Regions from separate parts of the Gossypium hirsutum genome. Here region 1 is linked to region 2. Evidence: chromatin contacts called from public Hi-C data. All regions are on one chromosome and are shown on one strand. Each heading gives the region's core, a stretch centred on a gene start, on an enhancer-like site or on the middle of the called end of the contact. The rest is flanking DNA. Distances are from core to core; before and after follow the strand shown.

Region 1 (5,600 bases), core at 2,107-4,606, 150 kb before region 2:
AAACGTCATCATAAGATCGCCGGCTCTATATGTATCTCCAAAATGCTTCTCAACCACAGAGTAGAAACAATAGCAGCATTTAGATTTACACATGGGTCACTTATATTTTCTTCGGAACAGAACAAATGGAGTGTGATTCAGATTTCTAGAAGAGAAAACGCCAATTATGACATGGTTATCGCACACCTACCAATATACCACAAGAATGTAAGCATATTGTAACTGAAAGAAAAAACATACCAAACATGTACTAAAAGACAAAAAAAATTACTTGAGCACCAAATAATAATATTAATATGAGAATTTTTAAAATATTTTCCATTCAACCAATCATCTATATGTTCTTGTACGATGTTTGTGCCTACTTGCAAATGCATGTGTTTCACTGTTTCTTTATATATGCAAATCAGAAAGCTAAAAACAGCATACCTCCACCACCACTCATGGTCTTCAGCAGCAAGTTGAAAATAAGTCATAGCCACGGTGACAAAAGCAGAAACAATCAAGAGAAGGATAAAAACAATAAACAGGATGCTGTCTATGGTGTAGATCCTATGTCCCCACACACTGGCAAATATGTAGTAAAGTTCAATACAGATGGCACTGAATGGCAAGAACCCTGCCATTGCCATCTGAGGAAGAGTTTGTTGGTACCAAGGCAATGGCGGGATCACTCTAGGATATATTGTAGTGCGGCAAGGCGCTTGAAACTCTGCCTTGGTATTCTTTCCAGCAATACCTCCTAATATTAATAAAGGAGATGTGACCAGAGCCCATATGAGAAAAATCACCACAATGGTTCCAAATGGCAATGCTGCAGTGGCCTTATAAGCAATTGCGACAGTGTTAAGAAAGCAAAATGTGACAAAAAGAGGCCCACAGGACAAGCTTCCAGTCAGTAGTAAGTTTCTCACCTGTCATTGAAAAGGATAGAAATAGATATTACATCTGATCGAAAAGATATTTACATATAATAAGTAAGACATTTTCATTTTTGTTACCAATCTAAAATTAGGAGGCTAGCATGTTTGCGTTCCAAGTTCCTACTTTCTATCATTGAGATTCAGCAGAAAAGAGAGGACAGGATTAAGATAAGGGAATTGCTCAATTTCCATTGCATGAGCTTAGATTAGGAAAATAGCAACCATAAAATCAGCTTCAAGAAAGAGATTTATAAGACTCAAATATAATGTGGCATTTCAAAATTTGAAATACAATAGCAATTAAGGAACTAAAATTCATTCAATGTTAACAAAAAAATTATAATTTTAGCTTGACATCTATGATTATCAGCTGAAATTTCTATGTACCAATTTCATCTCATGTTTTTCAGTTCTAATTTTCCAAGGAAGGATGCACATTATAGTAACAAATCATTCAGAGGCAATCTTCTCTGTTTCCAGTTTTTCTCAAAAACCGAAAATTGAGGGAGCATAAAATGTTCTCATTGGCAAACACTAACTACTGGAATTCACATATTATGCCATTTTGTAAACACTTCCGATTAAGTATATTCTCACTCCATATGCAAAAATATTTGGATTTTATAACATAGTTATATGCCTTGAAGACCATAACTCTACATGAATAGTTAAAACCCACAGACAGACATGAATTGGTTGAGTGAAACAAGTCAATGGGTCAGCTATTGAGATGTCAACCAACTGAGAAAATTCATATGTATAAATTATTTCAACCATAAAACTCAATCTGCCATGTGCTGTCAATAAAATGGTTGGGCTTAAAGATGATCAATGAAACTATTCTATCAAGTCAGGCTATTAGGTTCTTGAACAAAGGTCCTACTGTAGGTCAATAAATTTCTCTTCTCATATGGTAAAACATAGAATTTGGACAAGTGTCATGGAAAAGAATCAGTGCTATAAAAAGTTAAAATCCTTTCTGATAACATGCGCAAATATTGTGGCTTCCTATCAGAATGTATGGAAGAAAAACTGGTCAATTCTCCAACCGAACCTCATTTATATTTGACATTTCCAGCCTTTACTGATTCATTCTTTTCTTTTTTCTTTTCCGAAGCCTTTCTGCTTTTGTCATATCTTTGGTTTCTCCCTCAATCTTCTTTGCTTCTCCACAATGGCTTACATTTTTTTAGTTGGTTTAACCAGCAGAGCCAATTTATTTTTAGCAAAAAGGATGATGATTATAAACTAGAAAAGGAGTCCTCAAAATGTAAAATATCATCTCTTTCTCTAATACCAAAATAATAATAATTTATAGATAGGCAACAGGAAAAGAGACAAGTATCGCATACCCAATTTGTTCCTTCAAGTTGGCAATAGAAAGAGGCAGCAGTGTAGCCAGCAATTAAAGATGTAAGGGCATAAATGACAACCAGAGCAGTGAATAAGGCTCCTCGATTATATGGATAAAAGACCCCAACAAGAGCGAGGATAAATATAAAACTTGTACTGGAAAGCATGCAAATAAATATAGTCAACAGATTGTTCAGAAACAATAGCCCAAATGTAACTTTTAATGGAAGGCCAAATTTAACTAAACCATTGACTCTCCCTTTTCTATGTCTTTTGTTCGGAGAATAACTGTTAACTAGGATGGATGATACTCACAGAGTAAAGAGCTGAGTGCCAGAACCAAGAGCCGCTGAAAACAAAGACTTGTGCTTTGGGTACCTGAACACATCACCATGAATGTACTTCCACCCAGTCTCTTCTTGGTCATCTGCAGATTCTTCATCATGTGCATACCTCTTAAACAAGTAAAGCAGGAAGTGAAAAGTCAAACCTAGTAATTTGTATTAAATATGGATTTTTGATGTATGGAGCAGAAGGAAATAATTCTTACTCAACAAAATCATTCTTCAGAACTCGCATTAGAATGGTAGCAAGGAAACCAGTCAGTAACAGAACGGTTACACAAGAATTGATGATTGAGAACCAGTGGATTCCCAAGTGGTGCGGCATCGAAGAAGACTGTGAGTATTTGTCCATCCGCTTCTCGAAGGGAGTCTCAGTTTCCTTCCATTTGACAGTGTACATGAAATCAACATTTACAGGTTCATCTTGGGTGAGGTCCACAAGGGAGTTGGGATCAGATCGAACAGTAATCTCAATCACGCGATCCTTATTGTAAAGGATTTCGAATATCAGATGCTTAAAGAGATAATACTTATACTCACTTGGATCAGCCTTGCCTTCCTTATCAACTTTCCCTAAGAAGCCCCAAATGGGAAGGTCGTTGTAATACATTTGGAAGTAATAGTTCTTAGAGACGGCCGTTCTGAACTTGGCAACTTCTTCCTTTGTCAGCTTCCTTTTGCAAGCAACTTCAGCCTCCTTGTTACCAAAAAGTCAAGTCTGTAAGGAGCACTCACTAGCCGATCGCCATTCAAGACTTCACCCAAAGCTTCCTTCTTCTCCTTCACGGGAGCTGCAATGCAAAACCCTCAATTTCTTTATTTATATAACTTTACCTTGGGAAATCTAAAGAAAGTTATATTCTAAGGATTAAATAGACCCTCAAAAACCTGAGGAACAGAAAGGAAAATCGAAGAAACGGTATGTCTCACTGTCAATTAAAGGAAGCAAAAAAAAAAAGAGCAAACAATGTTAGCCAAATTCTGTCAAAATTTCATAAAATTTCCAAGTTCATCAGAAATCACGAAAAATCAGACCTGGGATTGTGGAAGGGACCCACTTTATTAGCATAGAGAGGGACTTCATCTCCAGCTGTGTAACGATGATCAGAAGCACTGGATCTGACCTGCGCTACGCCGCATACGACCACAACTGCCAAGGCAAGCAACCAAGCCCTTATTCTCTCCATTGACGACTGCAGCAGATGCAGAGGTATCTAAAAAAAGAAAAAAACTTTATGCTAAACCAGTTCAAAGCGACGACCTTTCTATATATTTTATTTATTGGTACTTTGCATCCTTTCCTACGTAGCATAGCAATAGCAATCGGCAAATAGCATTGATTTTGATTCACAGTGCGCTGGTTTTTTTAGGCTAAAAAAAATTACAACTAAAATATTAACAAGCAAAGCTGTTTGAAAAGTATTCTTCAGTCTGTTGAAAATGCATTTCACCTAACTGGAGTCTTAATTCTAGACTCAAGCTTTTTGTTCTAGTAAAAATTTAACAACTTCAATTGCTTTTTATTTTCTTCTTTTACCCATATATTCTTTAGTTACATTCTTCAGTAGCCAAAAACCAAGCCCTACGAGTAGTGTGAAGCACTTCAAACCTCTTTTACTAAGGACGGATAATGAACACACCAAACATTACGATTAAACTCACTAACACCATGTTTGGTTGGGTTGGGGAATGCAGTAATCCCTCATTCATTTAATGATAAATTATTTTTTTATTTGGTTGAAAGCAATATTTTTCATCTTATCTTTCCGTATATTTTTTTTTGGTATTATAAAAAAATGGCTATTTCATGTAACATTTAATAATAAAAAGAAATAATTTTCATATTAGTCCTATAAAATTTAGACTTAGAAAATATAAAAATAAAATACTTTAATATAAAACTAAATTTTTTAATATAATTTAATATAAAAATAATTATATTAAAAATATTATTAAATTATATATTTTTATTTTTATTAAATTATATTAATAATAATTATATTAAAATATAATTAAATTATTTATTGTTTTTTATTAAATTATTTTTGATAATTATCCTATTAAAATCTAATAATAATAATCATCTACCTAAAAAATTTGCTAAGAGTACTTTGGTCATATCATTCTGTGATAGCCCGAAATAGGGCATAATCGGAATAGTGGTTTCGTAACCACAAATCCGAAGTGAAATAATTTAATTTTATAAATTTTTATTAATTATTGATTGATTGAAATATTGTGTGAAGATATGGATAGAAATTTTAATGATTTAGTGCCTAATTGAATTTTTAGGACTAAATCGAAAAAAATGCAAAGTGTGTCTAATTAGTGATTAAATGACTTAATTGAATTATTGCATGAAATTGGAAGTGTTTATGTGGAATTAGACCATAAATTAGTGATATGGACACAAAAGGGTAATTCTAGAAAAATATCTAAGTAATGGGTCAAGGGCATTTTTGTCCAAATTGAGAAAAAGATAAAATAAAGTGAAAATAAGTGTCCATCTTCTTCAAAATCAGAGGTTTGCTGCCAAAAAAATTCATGTCACCATAGCTAGGGTTCTTGATCTTCCTAAGCTCAATTGTAAGTGATTTCTTGCCCCGTTTTTAATTATTTTCGTATTTTTATGCTTATTGATGCTTGAATTTCATGTTTCTACCATTTAATTTAAATGAAATTAAAGTTTAAAAATTGACTCATTCATGATATAATTGTAAATTGATTAGTGATGTTAGATAATGAATTTTTGAAGTGTTAATTTCAAGTTTTACTAGATGAATTTCAATGAAAATGTTGAAAAAGGGCTAAATTGTGAAAGATGATAAAGTGTGCATAAAGTTGTGATTTTGTGAAATTGAGGGCTGTTATGAGCATGAAATATAATTTAGTGAAGTTTGAAATTTAGGAATTTAGTGAATTTTATTTTTACGAGCTTAGGGACAAAAGTGGAATTTTTGAAAAGTTTTGGGGAAAAATG
Region 2 (6,119 bases), core at 3,209-5,708:
AATATTAATATTAATATTAATTTATTAAATATATATTTGTTATTAAATATAATAAATTTGTGCATCGCACATGCAAACTAGTATCTGTATCATGTATATTATAAACGGTCGGCGACATATTGCGAAAGATATTATACAAAATAAGGTTGAAGTCCAAAGTAACAGAAATGAGTTGTCATTTTGATCATCTAAAAACAACTTTAAACAACTTTAGAATTATAAGGATTTCAACAGAAACTCAATACTCGTTACCGGAAAGGCAAATGAATCAATGTTGCTTTTTTATGTAACACCGTCATCCTAACCAGAATTTCGCATAAGGAAAGCCACTATGAATCCCACTAAGGCACCTGCAACAACCTGCACATATATACACTTATGCTTGAATGACTTGTATCTCCCTGGATATTAGAATGCCGAGTACCACCTTATTTAGGTGAAAGAAATCTCATATTACAGCTATTACTCAATTACGCAACAAAACTTAAACGTTGCACTAATATCTCAAACTATTAAGTTATTCTGATTAAGAATCTTAGAGAAATAAAGTAATTTATCTTATTTCCATCTTCGGCACTTTTAACTTCTTGCCTTGCCCACAAAGGCATCTATGACATGTTAGGCTTACAAATGCATTGGATATAAAATAATATACATATGATAGGAATTGGCATATTACTAATGAAGTAACAAGCAGTGCTTGGAACCAATAAGTAATGGTTATTTTAACTACTTGTGCAGTATAAATAGTAGCAGACCTGGAGTGGAGTATGTCCAAGTAATTCACGCAGGGGCCTCACGCTAGACAATGGGTGTTCAGGAGGGAACTCACACACAATTTGATTCAGCAACTGCCAAAATGGAATGAAAATATCAGAACAGTGTCCCCGGGCATCAGAATATATGTGGCTCAAAGGTGAAAAACTTTGAGTCTATGTATCTAGATTAAGACTTACTTCAGCTTGACGCCCAGCGTGAAGTCGGACACCAGATGCATCATACATCACCTGCATGGATTGGAAACTCGTTGACCAAACTCCACACATGAATAACTAATAAGCATGTAAATTATTTTTTCATTGAGAACTAATTTCAAGTTAACATTGGAAGTTCAGAGAATTAAAAAAAATATGAGCATCAATGTCAATGCAGTACAAAGATTTCGATAACAACCTTGACTCCATATTTCAGGCTCTCCCGAAACATGGCGACCTTGGTCTTCCAAACACAGAGCATATGAAAATTGAGGTACTTAACACTAACCTTATAGCATAAAGCTGAATATCAGGTTTTGTCTTCATGCTTTTCTATTCTCTGTTTTTAAGTCATCTAAGCAAGAAGCAAATACCTAAAGTAGCAAAAATAGACACAAATCTACCAGAACTATGATATAATTTACCGCATATACAAACTTCTCTTGAATCGTCCTCCTAAAATATAGCTTTAAGCGGATTTTCTAGAAAGCATATTCTTTAAGCAGCTAATCCCAAGCCTCATAAAGAACTAAAAGAAAACCATAGCTATTTGGGATAAAGGCTCACTTCACCACTGAACTTATATAACCGCTATTTCATACTGAGATCCAATTTCATTTAGCTAACAACAGAACTTTGTATCCAGTTTCATTCAAAAATTTACTACAGAACAAAAATACTTGTCAAATAGTTACTTTCCAAAATAATTATGAATCAGTCTCAACTTGATACAGACATCAAAAACCAATCTCTTAACATCATTATCACTCAAACTAGTTGGAACAAACTAAAATCTTTTGGAAACAAGATAAAATAAAATAAAAATGTTGCAAAAAATAAATAAATAAATACCCACAAAGTGCATCAATGAAAATACTGTAGATTGTGTCAAGAAGACTTAGGATATGTATTGTAATTTGTTAGAATGCAGAATTGCTATGCGACTGTTGAATACAGAAAGGAAAGAGAAAGACAAAGTGTAGCAAAGATTCTCTGGAAGAATGAGAAAAAACCATAGAGATCAACATTGTTAAGGACATGCTGGCAGAAGTGGTGAGGTCTATAGCCATGGCATCAATAAGAGGGAAAAGGAATGTGAGAGAAAAGAAAATTGAAAGTAGGGACTGCCACCAGCAGTATTCCTGCGCCAACAAGAGTGAAAGGGTTCAAGTGAGAGAGATGTTTGTCTCTGTTTCTTTTCATTAACTATTTTTCTGAATTAGATTGCAAAAGGCTATATTCTTATATATGCTGTGCATGAGAATGTCAGAACAAGGAAATGAAAAGTTAGGAAGCACATACAACACATGCCAGAACAACTGCAATAGCAAAAGCCGGTCCTCCCATTCCATCCTGCAAACCTATAGCAACCGCGAGAGCTGTCACAGTTGCAGAGTGTGATGATGGCATCCCACCTGAATCAATCATCCTCTTAGAATCCCATCTCCTTTCTTTAAACCTGAGCATCTAGGAGAAACAAGTTCAAAATTTTGAGCTACTATTCACAAACCACTGAACTTGCTATCAGAACAAAACTAAAAAATCTAATACATTCATCATCAAAAAAGAATAAATATACTAGCTATGCAGGAGAAAAAAAGAAACATGCGGATACACTACAAACTTAAAAGTAAAACCCAAAGGCTAAAACAGAACAAACTTTAATTTCCAGAACCAGGGATGTATTTGTAACTTTTACTTCCAACGGTAGTATAGTCATTTCCCTATTAGAGTCCTCTCATGTGTCTTTGTTTAAGTTAAGTCCTCAATCATATTTGATTTGGTGAAAGACTGCTTTAAATTATTACAAAGTCTCTCATATAAAGTTACTAAGGTCATTACTGGCTTCATATCATAAATGTCCACAATGAGGCACTACACCTTTAAAGGTATTCCTTGCTATTAATGTTTCCCACATGTTTAACAACTCTTGTCAGCAAGGAGACTCAATAGTTTCTCTAGCCTTACTTCTTCTCTTCGTTTTCCACAATATTTATTTGTGTGAAATATCTACCTGCCCTACCAACTTGTTCTTTCATGGGTGGAAAACTTTAGAAAGAAAATATCTACCTTATAACGGTCCTAACTCCTAATTTCAAGATTGCAAACATCATGAGAATCTATCATCTTGAAAAATGAAGACTCTGGCTTTACTTGCACACAGGGAAGAAAAGCAAGCATGGGAGCCCTTTCATAAGGTTGCAACTGCAGTTTTTGGAATTTATATATAGGAGAGACACTGAAATGAAGGGGGTAAAAAAAACCTCTAAGCCTAGACCACCAAGATTGTGAGATATGATGAGCTTAAAATGAGATGAAGTATATTCTTGCTTTACAATTCAATTAAAACAGGTAATTACAAGACCAAGGGAAAAATAAGATGAGGTATATTCTTGCCTTGAAATTCAATTCAAACCCATAATTACAAGACTAAGGGAACCATTATCATATGCTTTCAATGAATCGGAGTCCATTGAAGTTATAGAAGCTAGAAATACAGTACCAGATCCCTTTTTCACAATGCAACCAGATAAGGCACATTGGTAAACATTTTAGTTACCAATGATCAATCGTCAAAACTGCCCCTATGAGACATTACATAAAACAAGTAACCAAAAAAAGAATCAAAACAAGGGTTCCCTAACTAGAGCTAAACAAGTTCTTAGCAGTCAGGGGCAATTGATTAACTAATAAACCAACATTTCTATTTTAAATTCTCACAGTAACTAGTTATGGGTTTTTTTAATGAGCAATTGATAGTTAAAGTGTGTCTCAAAAGCCCTAACCAAAATCAATGATATTCCAAGATACGAGTTCCCAACTTTCGCTTCAAACAACAATAAAGTAACGATTCGCCAAACTTGCAAAAACTGGAATTTGAATTTAATTGAATTTAGTATATTTAATTAAATGCCGCATGAAAATGAGCAAGAAGAAAGAGGAAATACAGAGATTAAGAAAGAACGAACCAATTGGTAAAGAGTTTGAGAAACTGGGCGAGAGCGAAAGCGAGGAAGGCCGTGAGGAGAGGGAGGTTATTAGGAAGCAGATTCGACGACGGAGACGACGCAAATGACGTCGCTCCACCTCCTCTCATCGAGCTCGCATCCGCTGCCATCATCACCTCGTTCATATCCTTCTTTTACTTGCCTTCAATAAAAGTTTGGATCTCTGAGTGTGAGGAAGTCTGGTTGATCTGGATTTGTCAAAGCCTGGCAACCAAAGGCAACAACGATTCAGCGAATTAGCAGCGAAATGAGAAGAAGGAGAAGGTGCAACGATTGTTCCTCAACGAGAATAGGCCCACCTCAGGGCTGGTGTATTATGGCGCTTGCTGTACTGTTTATTGGGATTGAAGGTGGATTAGTGGAGAAGAAAAGATAGAAAAGATAGAAATGATTACTGTTTTTAACTTCGGGTTTATCGCTTTTTTTTTCTTCCAACTCTGTTAACCGGTGTAGACGTTACCTAACATGAAAATTGGGTTAAATATATTATTTAAATTTGTCTATTTCTCCTAGTGATATTTATAGTTTTTTTTCTAGAATGATACTCGAACTTTTTTTCCTCTATTATATTGGTATTCAAACCTAACACTATTACTTTTTTGCTGACGTGCTGACCACTCGCACGATATCACATGTCGTCCTCTTTATATATTTTTTTAATAATTTTTTCTTAATTTTTTTAAATAACAACCTAATGACTAGAATAAAGTTGAGAATCTTTGATATTCTTTAAATTTTTAAAATTTTCATTTGTTTTGTTGCAAATTCTTGAGTTTATCAACAATATCATCAGCAACTATATTCTCTTCTTTAGGGAGGAGAAAGTCGCCATCTCTAAACGCTTTCTTGGTCCCCTTTGACTTAACACAAGTGGATCTTGTCCAAACCTTGATTGCCTTGTTGTCTGATCTTGTTTCTTGCTTATCTAACCATGTTTTCTTCTTTCAACGAGGAATTCTCGATCTTTGGTCTAAAATATTGAAATTTTCCCTATGGTTTTGGAGTATTTAAGGGATTCAAGGTCTGGTTCCTCATCGAACTTGTCTCCAATAGCCATTGTGCTTCAAGGAAGTCTAGTTGTTGTTGTATAAGTCCAAGGTACTACTTGATTATTGCCCTCAACCTAGTAAGTTATGCCTTTTTGCTTTAAAGCCATTCAATTTCAAGCCATTTTTATCATTTGAGTGGTTAAGGATCAGTTATCACAGATGGAGATTAAGAATGCCGGGCGAAACAAGCAACTGCCAACGTCGAAAGCGGCGTTGGAAGCAATATTGACGATGAAAATAAATGAAACCCATATTAACAACGAACTATGGTGCACCATCTGTAAAGAGCAACATTTACTACCATTGTGTTTATGATTACTAGCTAAAGCACAATTTAACACCTATTAGAAGAAAACCATGAAAAGGAAAAGATTTGGAAGGGGAATTTTTTTACAATTTTTTTAAAAAAAAAAAACACCGATTCAAAGTAAAATGTTGAAAGTCCAGAACTTGAAATATCAAAAATTAGAGTTTTTTCTTAAAAAGCCAAGAAAAAAAACCCAAGAATCTAACGTCGATTCTTTGTTGCAATTGGCCCTTAAACTAGGAAATGAATAAGAGTCAAGAAGAAAGATGAAGAAGACAAGGGTAGGAATAAGAAAAAAGGAGAAAAGAAAAGAAAAAAGGGGAAGAAAATGATGAAAAAGAAAAAGAAAATAGAAATATTAAAAATTTCAAATGTTGTCACCAACAAAATGAGGGAAATAGGAAAAAAATTAAGGAAACAATGTTTTGAGATATCTGTAAAAATCTCTAATTATCTTGAACCAGAAAAGGTATTTGTTGTCATAAGTGTAGGTGAAAAGAGCAAATTTAAGGAGCGGGATAAATGAAATAAGGTGGAGTGGCATGGTGGACGCTGGACCAATACAAACAGAAACATGATAAAGAGTGCATCCATGTATACACTGGTGGAGCTAACGGATGAATCCGACAACAATACTTTTTTTTTCTAAGATAAACTTTTGTATAATATTGTATTTCAATATACTCATATGTAGTTTAGGATTTAATTTTATTTAAATTGATTAAGAAAATAATTCGAACACTTTGAAATTCGAGAAGAGGGGCCGAAACAGAGTCAGTGT

Evidence for each region. Hi-C and Micro-C count contacts between places; a contact is called where the count stands out from the background.
Region 1: a contact with region 2 is called in a Hi-C map of leaf, with 1.7 times the contacts expected there. The contact joins the enhancer-like site here to the promoter of LOC107954757 in region 2. A contact is called at or near these places in 2 of 34 Hi-C or Micro-C datasets (leaf and petal).

Annotation. Positions count from the first base shown.
Region 1 is chrD07:39,063,232-39,068,831 of Gossypium_hirsutum_v2.1, reverse strand. It overlaps the pseudogene LOC107954754. Among protein-coding and RNA genes, the nearest start is that of LOC121219661, 3.8 kb to the left of the region's middle. Within about 2 kb of position 3,356, at least 6 of the 9 cell types and tissues checked have an H3K27ac peak or open chromatin away from gene starts, as enhancers often do.
Region 2 is chrD07:38,917,110-38,923,228 of Gossypium_hirsutum_v2.1, reverse strand. LOC107954757 reads right to left here and starts at 4,458. Exons shown (of 7, transcript XM_016890413.2): 1 at 4,282-4,458; 2 at 3,944-4,186; 3 at 2,277-2,433; 4 at 1,988-2,116; 5 at 957-1,007; 6 at 759-851; 7 at 118-360. The coding sequence starts at 4,107. The coding sequence ends at 301.